Linked DNA regions of Zea mays: region 1 is linked to region 2. The links are chromatin contacts, called in public Hi-C maps. All regions are on one chromosome and are shown on one strand. The core of a region is the stretch at or near the end of the contact, and the rest is flanking DNA. Distances in the headings are between cores, read along the strand shown.

Region 1 (6,589 bases), core at 3,906-6,405, 180 kb before region 2:
CCAAATGACTGATATGCTCAGCTAGGGACGCACTGTAAACCAGAATGTCATCAAAAAATACGAGTGCACATTTCCTTAATAACGGAGCTAGGGTATGGTTCATCGCCTTCTGAAATGTGCCAGGAGCCCCCGTCAGCCCAAATGCCATAACTCGGAACTCGTAGTGTCCCAAATGAGTCTGAAAAGCAGTTTTGTGAGCTTCACCGTCCTTCAGCAAAATCTGGTGGAATCCTGCTCGAAGATCCAAAATTGAAAACCAGGAAGCACCAAATAATTCATCAAGCAGCTCATCAATTACAGGCACTGGGTACTTGGCTTTCACAGTGAGGGCATTAAGGTGTCTGTAGTCTACACAAAAGCGCCAAGTATTGTCCTTCTTCTTCACCAACAACACAGGAGAAGAAAATGCACTGGTGCTATGCTGGATCAATCCACTTTGTAGCATCTCGGTGACCTGAGACTCTATCTCATCCTTCATAGCAGGTGAGAAACGATACGGCCGAATACTGACAGGTCGAGCACCATCAATGAGTGGAATAGAATGATCACAGGACCGGCTGGGCGGCAATGTAGTTGGCGGCTGAAAAAGATCCTGATAGCGCTGAAGCAAGTAGGTAATAGGCTGGGGCAGGGACATGTCCACAACGCAGTGCAGCTCGGCAGAAGTGTCCTGCAACTCAGACACCGGCCAAACCTCCAATATTGTACCCACAGGAACCAGGGGTTCATAACCTTGTAATATAACCGTCTGTCCAGAGTGAGGGATAGAAAGCCATTTGTGTTTCCAGTCCACCATCATGGGACTAAATTGCTCAAGCCAATCCATACCCAGGATAATGTCATAATACGGAAGGGGAATGACTTTAAATGTTGTACAGAATTCCAACTCCTGAACGGACCAGGTAGCATTGGGAAGCTCCAATGGACAATGCAGAATTCCACCATTAGCAACTGTTACTGCTAGTGGAGTCTCCAAACTCACGAACCCAGACAATGAAGAAGTGCGAGAAGTGTTTAGAAAACAGTGAGAACTGCCCGAATCCAAGAGTATCAACATGTTCTCATCCTGAAGCTGGCCTTGAAGCCGGAAGGATCTAGACGGAGCCTTCTTTGGGGATATGGCTTCTGTTGACAGCAGGACCATGAAGGTTTCAGCAGAATCTTCAAATTCGCCCTCTGATTCCTGGGGTTCCGAAGAAAACATTTCCCACAGTTCTTGGACAGCATGTAACTGAATAGTGTTCGCACACTTATGACCCTTGCTCCATTTTTCAGCACAGAACTGACAAAGGCCTCGTGCTCGCCGATAAGCGCGCAATGATGCTACCTTGCTGTCAGCAGACGCAGGTGGTGTAGCCGCAGCTGATTTGGAACTGTCCAGCTGTTTTCCCCACCGAGAAGGCTGGCCTTGTTGAAAAACAGCCCGTGTAGAGTGTGCATGATCCACGCGGCCAGACTCCCGACGACGAGAGGTCTCCGCCTCCTCCTGCAACAATGCCAAAGCACAAGCAGTATCCAAGTCGCCCGGACGTTGAACAAGAATAACAGATTTAATGTCATCACGGAGGCCATCTATGAACTTCATAGTATAATATAATGGATCAGTGGTGTGTTCATAAGTGACCAGTAAATCAATAAGCTCACTAAAGCGATCCACATAATCTTGCACCGTGGAGGTTTGGCGAATGTGAAATAGCTTACGAATTACTAACTCATGCTGCTCACGACCAAACCTATCATTAATGGACTGGCAGAATTGTCGCCACGACATGGATGGAAGTCGTGGTTCGACAGATTGTAACCAACGATCAGCAACTCCCACAAAATGCATTGTAGCCACTTCAACCCACATAGATGCTTCAGTAGCATACATATGGAAATACTTTTCACATTTGGATTGCCATAGTTTCGGATTGGATCCATCGAACGAAGGAAAATTCAACTTAGGCAATCCTCCCAACTGGCGTGGCGACCATCCACGGGGATCTGGCTCATTAAACCCTACACTACCAGGTTGGGGAAAGGTGAACGAAGGAGAAGCATAGGGGTTGTGCATACCCGTGACCGGGTAGCGGGCGTCAGCACCGGGGTGCCAAGGTCCGCTATCCCGGTGATGTGAGTCGTTGCGGTGCCCAAAACGAGGGCCGTCGGCGACATCCCCGGCGACAGATGAGCGTCCCGGTGCCGACCCGTGCGCGCCCAGCACGCCCGGCATGTGGAAGCCGTCGGCGCGCGCACCCCGGGACCACTGGATCTCCATCTTCGACACTTCCGATCGAAGCCAATCCACGGAGGAGTGGAGATCATCGAGGGACGCATCCACGCGTGGACGCCAGAACTCGTAGATGCCCGCGGTAGACTCGAGCGCCGCCACCCGGTAACCCAGGTCGGCCTCGATCTGCCCGATTTTGGCGTCCGTCGAGGCATCCGCAGCGGTAAGGTGTGCCTCAACATCAGCACGAAGGGTGCCCGAAAACTCCGACAAGGATTGCGCAGCCTCCGTCGCCCTGGACTCCAGAGTGCTGACCCGAGATTCCCATTTGCTGTCGAGGAGTTGCAGCCTCTTGTCCAACTCCGATAGGAGGGCTCTGGTTTGGGATTCCAGCGCCAAGGTCAAGGTGGGATCGATCTGGGACGGGGACGCCATAGATCGCAAGGGAACGAAGCCCTCTGATACCAGGTTGTTAGCTACCTAAGGAGAAGAAGAGGGGATAGCTTGGGGAAGAAGAGAATGGCAGGGAACGGAGAGTTTCTTAGAGATTCAGAATAGTTTTCATTACAAGCATACCCTTCCTGAACACACACACTCATTATTTATACTAGCAGGCACTGGTAGCCCAGACCCGCCTGTCAGCCACAAGACATTACACCCACTCAGGACCAGAAATACGGACATTGGCGCGGCGCTTGCGACCGACCTGTTTCTCCACCAAGTCTGGCTTCAACGTCTCCCCTGGTGATGGATCAGTAGCTGGTGGTGTAGTAACAAGGTCCTTGCAAATCGCTTGCCGGTTTTGCCTGCAGCAACCAACAGAAAATGAAGACGCTACAGGCAGCTTCTGCAGATCAAAACGGTGGTGACTCAGACGCTTCATCCATGAAGAAAAGCCTCTGCATGGAAAGCAAGGTCACGGAGACAGCCAGCAGCAGATGTGCTGGTGAATCAGCGAAATGTTCATCTGGTGAAACAGACACGAACATCAACCGATCCCTGTTGTTGAAGGCAGCGGAGCCTATAACTCACGCCATTGATATCACGGAAGCAGCCATGAGAAAGGCAGAAGCCACCATGGCAAAAAAACTGTCGATGAACAAGACGCTGAACGATAGCCGTATCGACAAGGACGCGCCATGCTCCATCGACGCCAAGGCCGACGATTCTCAGCAGGCGCCAAAGGTGTACACCGCGGTGTGGGTCGACACCGACACGGACACCCTGCGCGCTCGGCTCGTCGACTCAATGCGGCACTTGCGCAGGATGGCATCTCGGCGGCGCCATCGGCACAGGAAGCGCGGCTCGAATAACAAGTGGAGGCTGTGGAGAATCGGGCCAACGCTCCTGGTCATCCTCCTGCTTGTCTCCGCGGTGCAGCTGCTGTTCATACTCTGGCTGTACCGGAGGCTCCTGAATCAAAATTAGACAAAATGTATGTTAGTGCTTTCTTGTTGGAGTTATTGATGTTTTGTAGTATATGATTTTAGTAATGCATACCTTGTCTACAAGAATAGTGTCGAGATGGGTTCCAGTTCCAGATACGAAGGGTGATTCAGCCGACCGGTTTCCGAATTTTTTATATTTTGGCCCTTTCCCAGAAAAAAATACACGTTTGGATCTTAAAATATTTTAATGTCATTTTTGGACCCTCTGCTCGGCGCCATCGCCAATAGCGCCGAGGTAACACAGTTCAGCGCCATAACCTATGGCGCCAAGGTGCGTGCTGCGCTGGCACAAACGGACGTCGTGGCATTGACGTGGCACCGAGCTCGGCGCCATAGATCTTGGCGCCGAGCTCTATAATGTACACAAAACTTGTCTAGCTCAGTTTGTTTTAATACTTTTTTTTTGTCTTTGTCACTGATTTTTTTTGTTGTCCAGATTTTTCGTTTATGTCGCTGATTTGTCCGTCTAGATTTATTTCTTATCCAGATTTTTTGTTTTTGTGACTGATTTGTTTATCCGTCCATATTTTTTTGTTTATCCAGCGAGCACAGCGGCTGTGTGCCACATTGGCCGCAAGCCGTCAACTTTCCCCCTTGTTTGTTCAGCTAACCACAATAAAAATCAAATGAGAACACTCTTATTTCAATCATGACCACATAAAAATATTATATTTTCATTGAGTTCTTTTGAACATAAATTCTAAAAACATAATAACATATTCTCAGTAAAAAGAAGCACACATATTCCCAGTATAAATATACTTGCACTGGTTAGCGGCTACCGGTTTAGCTATGATAAATTTTAATTAATATTAAAAAGTATAATTTCGAATACATTAGATTATTGGAGTTTTAGAGTCCAAAATATAAATATACTAGGTATAAATAAACAGTGACTTGATGATTTTATAAAGTACTCCGACTTCCATAAGGTGGGTTACTTATGTGCATGGTACTTGCGTCACGGAGTTTGAATAAACAAAAACAAAAACAAAAAATATCTAGATGAATAAATAAATCTGGCGGACAAATCAGCGACATAAACGAAAAATATAGACAACAAAAAAAAATTAGTGACAAAGACAAAAAAAATATTGAACGTCCACCATGGGGCTTGAACCCACAACCTCAAGGTTAAAAGCATTGTACTCTACCGACTGAGCTAGACATACTTTGTTGTTACACATCCGAGCTCGGCGCCATAGATCTTGGCGCCGAGCTCGGTACCACGTTGACGCCACGTCGTTCATGTTGTGCCAGCGTAGCACGTACCTCGGCGCCATAGCCTATGGCGCCGAGATGTGTTACGTCGGCGCCATAGGCTATGACGCCGAGCAAAGGGTTCAAAAATGACATTAAAATCTTTTAAGGTCTAAATGTGAATTTTTTTTTGAGAAAGGGATAAAATACAAAAAATTCGGGACCGGTTTAGGTGCACGGGACCTTAGTGTGCGCGGGAGAGCCTGAAATTTGAAGGACCTTGGCGGGAAATATGAAATTTCAAAACGAGAGCACACTACGGTCCCCTGGCTGCACGGGTGGTGAAAAAAATACGAGCCAAATCCCAAAAGCGCTTGTGGGGAACGGAAACGAGGGAGGTAGGATGAATTGGCAGCAGCACCGGAAGAATTACCCGAGCGCGATGCGGTCGTCCAATGGGCAGACCACGCTCAAATCCTTTCTCTTCAAGCCCAGGTATGCCGTCTGATTCGCATCCATCCCAATTTTCGCCCCCTCCGGGCCAGCACTTCAATCTCCGTTCCTTGCATTCTCCTATTCGTGTGTTAGGGTTGTCGATGGAGTACCGTCACCACCGCCGGCGGCGGTGATGGAGGCGCCGATCTGTTCGCCGGAGCCGCCGAAACGGGAGATTGTCAGAGTCACCAAGACGACCATTAAGGAGAAGGCGAGCGCGTTCTCCTCGGTGGGCTCCACGGGGAAGGACGGGGGCGGCGGCGCTTTGAGCGCCGCGGTCTTCAAGCGGTTCCACAGTTCAGCCCCACGGGCGAGAGCGGAAGGCGACCGCGTGCAGGCAGGGGAAGACGGCGACCTCGAACTCGGCGGTGCAGGCGACGCCCGGCTGGACGTCGAAGAGACCGGGGCGGAGAGCCGCCGCGGGCCCAGGAGTAAGCGGAAGAGCCCCATTGGTGCGTCCAACCAACCATGCTCCTCTTGCATCTCGCTCAAATTTTTTCCGACTTCCGAGACCTTCCCCTCGTGTCAGCCTTTCACACGATGACGCCATGACGGCAATATCGGTCTATTCAGGCGGCCACGAGTACATGAGCGAGGCCAAGGCCAGACGCGTGGTGGTTCTCGGCGACGATCCGAGGCCGCGGTCGGCGACTACGCGAGGGCGTGCGAGGCGCTCCCGCGGCGGTGAGGGTGAGGGCGGCCGCGCTCTGTACAACCACTGTAAGATCGATCCCCTCTCCCGAACTCTTAACGGCCGGTGAGTCTTGGAGCAAACAGCAATCGACGCAGTGGTTTGTTTCGGTGGCAGACGCGAGCGGAGGCGGGTGGTGGCACGGCGACAAGGAGGGCGTGGACGGGGAAGAGATCGGCTGGACGGACGACATGTGGGAGGGTATGGGATCCGTCACGCTCGGCGGCCTGGAGTGGCACTAGCCGTGCCGTAGTCGCGGCCGTCTGCAGAGCAGAACCGCCCCGTCACGGCCACGGCAACCGGCAGAGTATTACTACTAGTTACTAGGAATAAATGAACTATATTAGTCGGCAAGTGATGCTCTGTTTGTGTTTGATATTAGGAATTCAAAGAACAGTTTAGTTTCCAGTGGAATCATGAAATATTGTGGCTCACCAAACTGGACCAAAAATATTTCAGACCTGTTCGAATTTCATGTGGTTCTTGCATGTTTAGGTATGGTAATTGCAAAGGCAGTGGGGCGATTGGTGCAAATTGTATGAC
Region 2 (6,909 bases), core at 4,074-6,573:
AAAAGGGACCCCTAGGCGCATGGAGCAGACCACCAAACATACTTTGAGCACACTACAACTATGAGACTCTGCGACCATGACTTCAAAGTGTTTGAGAGAGATTCGAGCATATTTTCTGAGTCATTACTCCATCGCTTTGTTGTTGCGCTCTCTTATTTGCATTTGTGTGTGTTGTTGCTGTGTTATGCTCTTGTGTGTGTATTCTACTCCCTCCCTTAATTCGGTTTTGATTGTGATCACTTGTGTAAGGCATGAGAGACACCCACGGGTGAAGATTCCTCACAACCAGGATATTGTGAGATATAAGGAAGACCCTTGGTACTCAAGTTTGATCTTTGGATCACTTGAAAGGGGTTGAGTGCAACCCTCGTCCATTGGGACGCCACAATGTGGAGTAGGCAAGCATATTACGCTTGACCGAACAACGGGATAAAAATTGTCGTGTCTCTTGTGCCATTTACCTTATTGCGGTTTTTATCTCTTTCTCGTTCCAATTCTTCACTTGTGATATTGATTTAAGTATTCAATTAAATCTTGATAGATCAATCAAGTGAAAGGAACTTCTCTCTTCCTCTCTACCCTCAAACTTGGTTTCACTTTAACCCATATTTTAGACCAGGTTTGTGTTATTTGAGTTAAGTTTTTGCAGGATTACCTATCCACCCCTCTAGGTGCTCTTAATCATAACAAATTGAGTTTTTTTACCTTTTTGTGTATTGTTGTCGTAAGCCTAGTCCTCATATATAATAAAGGTGATCTCACCAAAAGGCACAATAAACAACCAATCTACTACAAGTTATGATTTTAGACAAGAGAGTCCTTGGTGCTACTCGATCTCAGACTCTTCCATTCCTGATGCTAATGTAACAATGGTGATGAGGAGAGCGGTGTCTCTAAAACCTCGCTCAGCTAAAAAATCTGCACGGGTTGGAGCAATTCAGGTTTTTGGGTAGCGATCACGTGACTGCTCACCGAGTTGATCTGTAGTATAATGTCTATGGACTTTAACAACACCACGAACTCATCTTCGACTAGGATGGAGCAATCCAGTTGTGAGTAATGATGACTTTCTCACTCCTTGTTTCTACTAGATGTGTTTAAGATAGATTTAACATCTTATGTAGACACACTTTTACTTGTTATGAGTGATTTATCCATTGTTCATACAGTGAATAAAATAACACTAGTGCATGTAAATTACTCAAAACAAGGGTTTTATAGGAGAGAGAAAGTGGCATAGGTCAGCGATGTGTTAAACCTAGGTACGACTAGGAGCCACCACACAAATAGTTTAAAGATATTTAGGTTGTAATATATGTAATACCCCATGTTCTCTCACTACTCATCGATTGATGAACACAAAGGTGAACAAGATTACAAACGCATAACCCACTAAACATCATGAACACATAGCTCTACATCACCTCTTGGTTGTGGTGCGAGATATCGCCGAATTGACGAGGGTAGCACTTCACTCGCCTTGCACTTGTCTAGGTGTCGAGTGGCAGAAAGACAACATTGATGAGCGGCATAGGTTTTGCGAGATATATTTTCATGAACTTTTAAGAGTTATAAGGTCAATGCTAATAGTTGATCGAAAATATTTTTTTGGGTCATGACTGTTGGTTGGATGAACCTACAAGGTCATTTTTAAGAGGTAAGAATATAAAGATACTTTAATAGTTAACTCTAGTGCAACTATGAGAATGATGAATATATGCCTAAAGATAGTTGGATTGGATCCATTATTAGACTCTGATAGATGGGACATGATTCACGAGGCCTTTAGAGTCTTAATGAGCTTGATAGTCCATTGGTAACATCTCTATAGTAAAGTGAGGGATCATTTAGGGATGATTAGAAATAATCTAGCTGGCACTACAATTCCGATGTGTACTGTTCATACGGACACCATTAGTGTGTTATCCCTCCTCTGCCTCTCGCTCTTTAGATCACAGCCGTATGTGAGGTGTAAGTACATCATTTTGTAGTGTTCGTGCCCCGAACGAGTAGGCTATTGTGAGTGTGATGGTTTGTGTATTAGGTCAGACTGTACATCTACTTCTTGGTATCAACTACACGTGGTTGGAAGATAGAATGCATAAAAGATCATGTTTGACTCTTGTCGGGTATCGTAATTAGAGATACCCAGATTATGCCCCTAAACACGCTTAACACCTAAACTACCATAAGACACATTCCTTGAGGTCAAGAAAGTATAAGTCACGAATCGCCCGAGACCCTGCCCGACGGTAGCTCGAAACTCCGCCTCGCCCGAGCCTGTCCTCGGGCAGAAGTAGTACCTAGAAAAATCCTCGTCTCACCCGAGGTCCCCTCTTCACAGAATGATGGTTTTTGCCTCGCCCCGAGCCCGTCTCGGACAGGAGGACAACCCCGAGTCCGCCCTCAGTCAAAGGTCACGGGAATCGCGGAGACATGGACATTTAATGCGAATACCTAACCATGTGACGCTACAGTCAAACAGGGAGCGACATGACCACAATACCATCACTTTCACCAACTACGATGACGCACACGCGGGAATAACGACCACTGCTCCCCCACGTCGTCTGCTGAGTTCAAACAACTCTGGATGGGACGTGCGTACGACAGAGCATGGTCTCACCCTTAGGAGGGAACTCCGCCTTGCTTGAAGTCAGCCTCAGCCTCGGAGAAAACTTTGCCTCGTCCGAGCTCGGCTTTGCCAATCACCCGACAACAACTCCCGGCGAATCCCGCAGGGGCCACTTTGACAACTGTGCTACCTCCTCCCAATATGACTGTACGCCTCGAGGCAGGCTCGACCAAGGCCTAGGGAGGAACCTTCGTCTCGCCCAAGCTTGGCCTCGGCCTAGGTAACATTGACTAAAGGACTTCACCAACTCCTCTGCGAAGGCTGCCGGCAACAGGATGGCTACATGACGAACGTCAAGTCTGCTTTAGGCATGTGGGGCGAATTACCACACACTTTTCACCATGCTTAACACTGTGGCAATAACTACGACTCGGACAACTCCTCCATCAGGCAGGCTTGGGTACGCGTCCGAGCCCCGGACCCTGATCTCGGCTCTCTGTATGGTCAAAGATGCAAATACAAGGATCAGACATCCTCCTCCCAGTTCAAGTCAACAGCAAGTACGAAGGCCGTATCGACGACTATATCGGCTGCAGAGGTTCGGACACATCTCCTCTCCCTTACGCGACAAACCATGGCGCTCCTCGGAGCCCTCCTTGAGTTGAGGCTATAAAAGGAGGAGCCCATGGCTTCATTCAGGGAGGGGAACACTTCGCGGTTTTTACCTCTACGACTGATATTGACACTTGCCTCAATCATCAACAGGAGCTTGAAAACTTCTCCCTCTCCCTACCGGCTTGTATCCCATACTACAACCACTTGTGTGCAAGTAATATAAGTCTCATTCTCCTTTGCTAGAAGGAGGAGCTTCTCTTATCCGAACCAGAATAAAGACTTGTGTCTCCTTGCATCACACATCTAGATCTAGGCACACAGTACTAATTCACTAGTTGGTTGGATCCTCGGATCGAAACGCTAACATCTCTATTGTTAATATTATATTTTACAACAGTAGACACATTGCACATGCATGAAAAATCAAGCCGGCCTGCTGCTGCTTCCTGATACAAATACCACCCGAGCGAGCTGAGCGAGCAACAGCACCCACTGTTTCAGTATATCCTAGCGCTGGTGCGCTGCCCATGGTTTTCGGCTATACGAGCAGAGAGAACTGCGCCGATCGACCGCGTTGAAAGAATGCCAGTATATAGGGGTAGGTGAATTGTTTCAGGCGAATTGAACTGCCCATGGTTTAATTCAAGCGAATTGAAGGCCCGGCGCAGGCCTTTTCAGAGAGGTAGCTCGGCTCGCACACCATCCGCCTAGCTAGCTCTCTCGGCCTCTCCATGCCTGCAGCGCCCAGTTCGCTGATGAGAGACAGGAGGAGCAGGGAGCATCAGGCACATGCGTGCATGGTCTCCTGGTCCAATGGCTACAGCCGTACAGGCTACCGAGGAAGGACGGGCCTACAGTACAATTATTATAGAGCAAGGCAGGTACAATGGCTCGGTTCGGCGCTGGATCCGGCGCCACGGCGGGCCGGCCGGCGATGGAGCCATTGGCGCCTTTGGTTGGCTGGGAGCTGGGACCACGGCGTCCGCACCAGCCATTTGATGCGCTATAAACCAACTGTGCCACGGTACTGCAACGGGTGTGGGAGGAAGGATCCATGGGGTTGGGCTGTGTGTTGCGGGAGACGATGGTGATTGGCTACCAACCATGTCGCGAACTTAACCCAAAGAAGAATGTTTCCCTTCTGATTGTTGCGTCTCTCTGAGATCTTCTTTGACGACGGGAGTGAACCAGGTTTTATAGAAGCTAAAATTAAAGAGTCATCACATATATAACCACTAATCTACTGTGAAATAAACCATCTTACAAAGCAGACCGCGGGACAGAAACAAGCGAACAAAGAAACAGAAGACAAGACGCCAGAGAGGCCTGAACCTGAAGCAACAACCAGAATCAACTACCAATAACTAGCCTACAGAACATCTTCAACATCCATGTCTTCGGCCCTTCTCCAAAACCCTTGAAGCCGCCATTTCATCGTCTTCAACTTATCATCCAAAAATCTGACATCCCACTCTCTCTCTCTCAAAAAAGTGCCATCTCTGTAAAAAAAGTGAAGATTTTATGAAAGTTTTCATTAGAACTCTTCGAAAATGTGATGCTCTATCCCTATTTTGTTTCGTACATTCCACAAACCACATAAAATAGCAGTAGCTAAAATGGAAAGTTCTATATGATAATCTCTACTCCCCATAGCAATCCTGGACTTCATCTAGATCTATCGGAACCCTATCCCGTCCTAAATAGAAAATCATTCACCATTCTCATAAAAGTACCCTTCAACAATGTCCCAACATTCTTGTCTAGACTTAGATTTTCGTCAAGCAAAACATAGGTCTTTTGAACAATCCTATCTTTTTAGCTTTATGATTAGCCTCAAAGTAGCAGCTCTCAAATGTTCCTTTAGTATCAATTCATTTAAGATTTTCTATTCTATTTGCCTCCAAACAATATCACAATCCCTCACTGAGATTCTCTCGCGCCATCTTGTGGAGTGTGCCATATAGGATCCCATCTCGGCCCATCAAGTGCTGGGCCTGGCAAGCGTCTTGCGCCAGGCGCCCAGACAGGTGGTTCGGGTGCAAAGCCCAGCCAGACGCAACAAATTAGAATGGCCCATCCATGGCACCAGCGGGCGCTACGCCATTTGCAGTGAGAGCGGAACTGAAAAGGCCATTTGTAGTGAAAAGCAAGGAGAAGGAAAAACGCGAAAGCTTTCCCCCTGCTCACCACCTGCTGGCTGCTGCTACAGTGCTACTGCCATTACGCCACCACACGAGCTTGCGCGGCGACTCGGCGGCGGTGGACGAAGCGGGACGCCATGGACTCCCGCCAGGGCCAGCAGCCCAACTACAAGGTTCGCATCGCTTCCTCTTGGGCCTCGGTTCACCGTACCGTTAGGTCGTCTGTTCGCGGCGGGTCGGAGTGCGGGTCGCGGCCAGGAGTGGGAGGACCGAGGTCCGAGGACGTCGACACCTCTCGAGGATGCGAGGGGAGCGCGTGCGGGGTGGTGTTCGCGGCCGAATTGGGGTCCCGGTTTTCATGCCCGATCGATCGCTTCTACCATGACGAGGGTTTTGGGTTTAGTTTAGCCTTGTAGGGCGGTATCCATGTTTATCCCGGTTTTCGAGACGGTTTTGGTCGCGGCGTGATACTTTCTGTAACAGAGTACTAGTGGTGAAGCAGGTTTTGTGCGTCAATGCTCTTGACGTCGTTTGCATATTGAGCCTTTTTTGTGAGGATTTTGCTCTTAGGTCTGTTTGTTTTACTTCTAAATTATATAAGTTAGATTATAGTAGAAGAGTAGGAAGATAAAATATCACTTTGGTACAACAAATAAGCTAGCAGCTTATTTGTGATACCAAAATGATATTTTAACATATTACTCTTCTATTATAATCCAACTTATATAATCTAGAGGGGTCTTAATCTGGCTGCCAGGTTTTGGGAGTTTTTTTGTCCAGGACTAAACACAAAGTCAAGGCTTTGATATAAAAAACAGGGTTTTATTTAGATATTCTTTTTTGAACAAGAGCCGTGGAAATTTAGATTACCAGAAAACAAATAGATGATTATGTGAGTCTTGAGTTAAAGGGCTCATAAGCTGGACTACAGTTACATGGTGGTCGGGAGCTTCATCTGAACACCAGGTCGTCTGACGCTGCAACTGGTTCCTCAAAGTAACTGCAGTCGGTGCTGTACAATGTGCACTTGCTCCTGTGCACTAGCATCAACCTTTACAAGTTCTTGGAAGTTATTTAGCACTAAGATTTCATCAGCATTCTTAGCATTAATTGCTATAGTATCAAAAAGGGATAGTGGTACGAGTTGGTTGGATACTAACTATTGCTATACGTTGTGAAGGAAAGTAGGTAATACCAAAAGGGATTAAGGTTTATGTGTGGTGTTTACTGGATCAGTTTTTATTATTTTCTTGTGCTTTGTACAACTACCTGCATTCTTGCTTTGATGTTCTTTTACTGCAAAGTTCGACACATTATATTTTTTATGAAAGATTGAAGATTACTTATTATTTTTTTTTGGTTCCGCTGTCCTCTCTGCAGATTTATATTAGGATGATGAAAACAGTTCTGCTTGACGTGAAGTCCACTGATACCATAGATCAGATTAAGTCTAAGATTGGTGCTTTAGAGGGGATTGACAATAGCCAGCAAGAGCTCTTTTTTGCTGGAAGTCATTTGGAGAAGGACAACAGACTTGCTGATTACAACATCATGACAAACTCTTGTGTCGACCTTTAT

The links. Hi-C and Micro-C count contacts between places; a contact is called where the count stands out from the background.
Region 1: a Hi-C map of tassel shows a contact between it and region 2, with 2.6 times the contacts expected there. The contact joins the promoter of LOC103643463 here to the promoter of LOC100283898 in region 2. A contact is called at or near these places in 6 of 25 Hi-C or Micro-C datasets (bundle sheath, ear, leaf and 3 more).

Annotation. Positions count from the first base shown.
Region 1 is chr1:238,218,959-238,225,547 of Zm-B73-REFERENCE-NAM-5.0, reverse strand. It overlaps LOC103643463, which reads left to right and starts at 5,155. Exons shown (of 4, transcript NM_001363833.1): 1 at 5,155-5,355; 2 at 5,449-5,807; 3 at 5,929-6,075; 4 at 6,164-6,482. The coding sequence starts at 5,264. The coding sequence ends at 6,288. It overlaps LOC109943513, which reads left to right and starts at 2,990. Exons shown (of 1, transcript XM_020546764.3): 1 at 2,990-3,794. The coding sequence starts at 3,038. The coding sequence ends at 3,640.
Region 2 is chr1:238,041,152-238,048,060 of Zm-B73-REFERENCE-NAM-5.0, reverse strand. It overlaps LOC100283898, which reads left to right and starts at 5,323. Exons shown (of 2, transcript NM_001156796.2): 1 at 5,323-5,504; 2 at 6,712-6,909. The coding sequence starts at 5,469.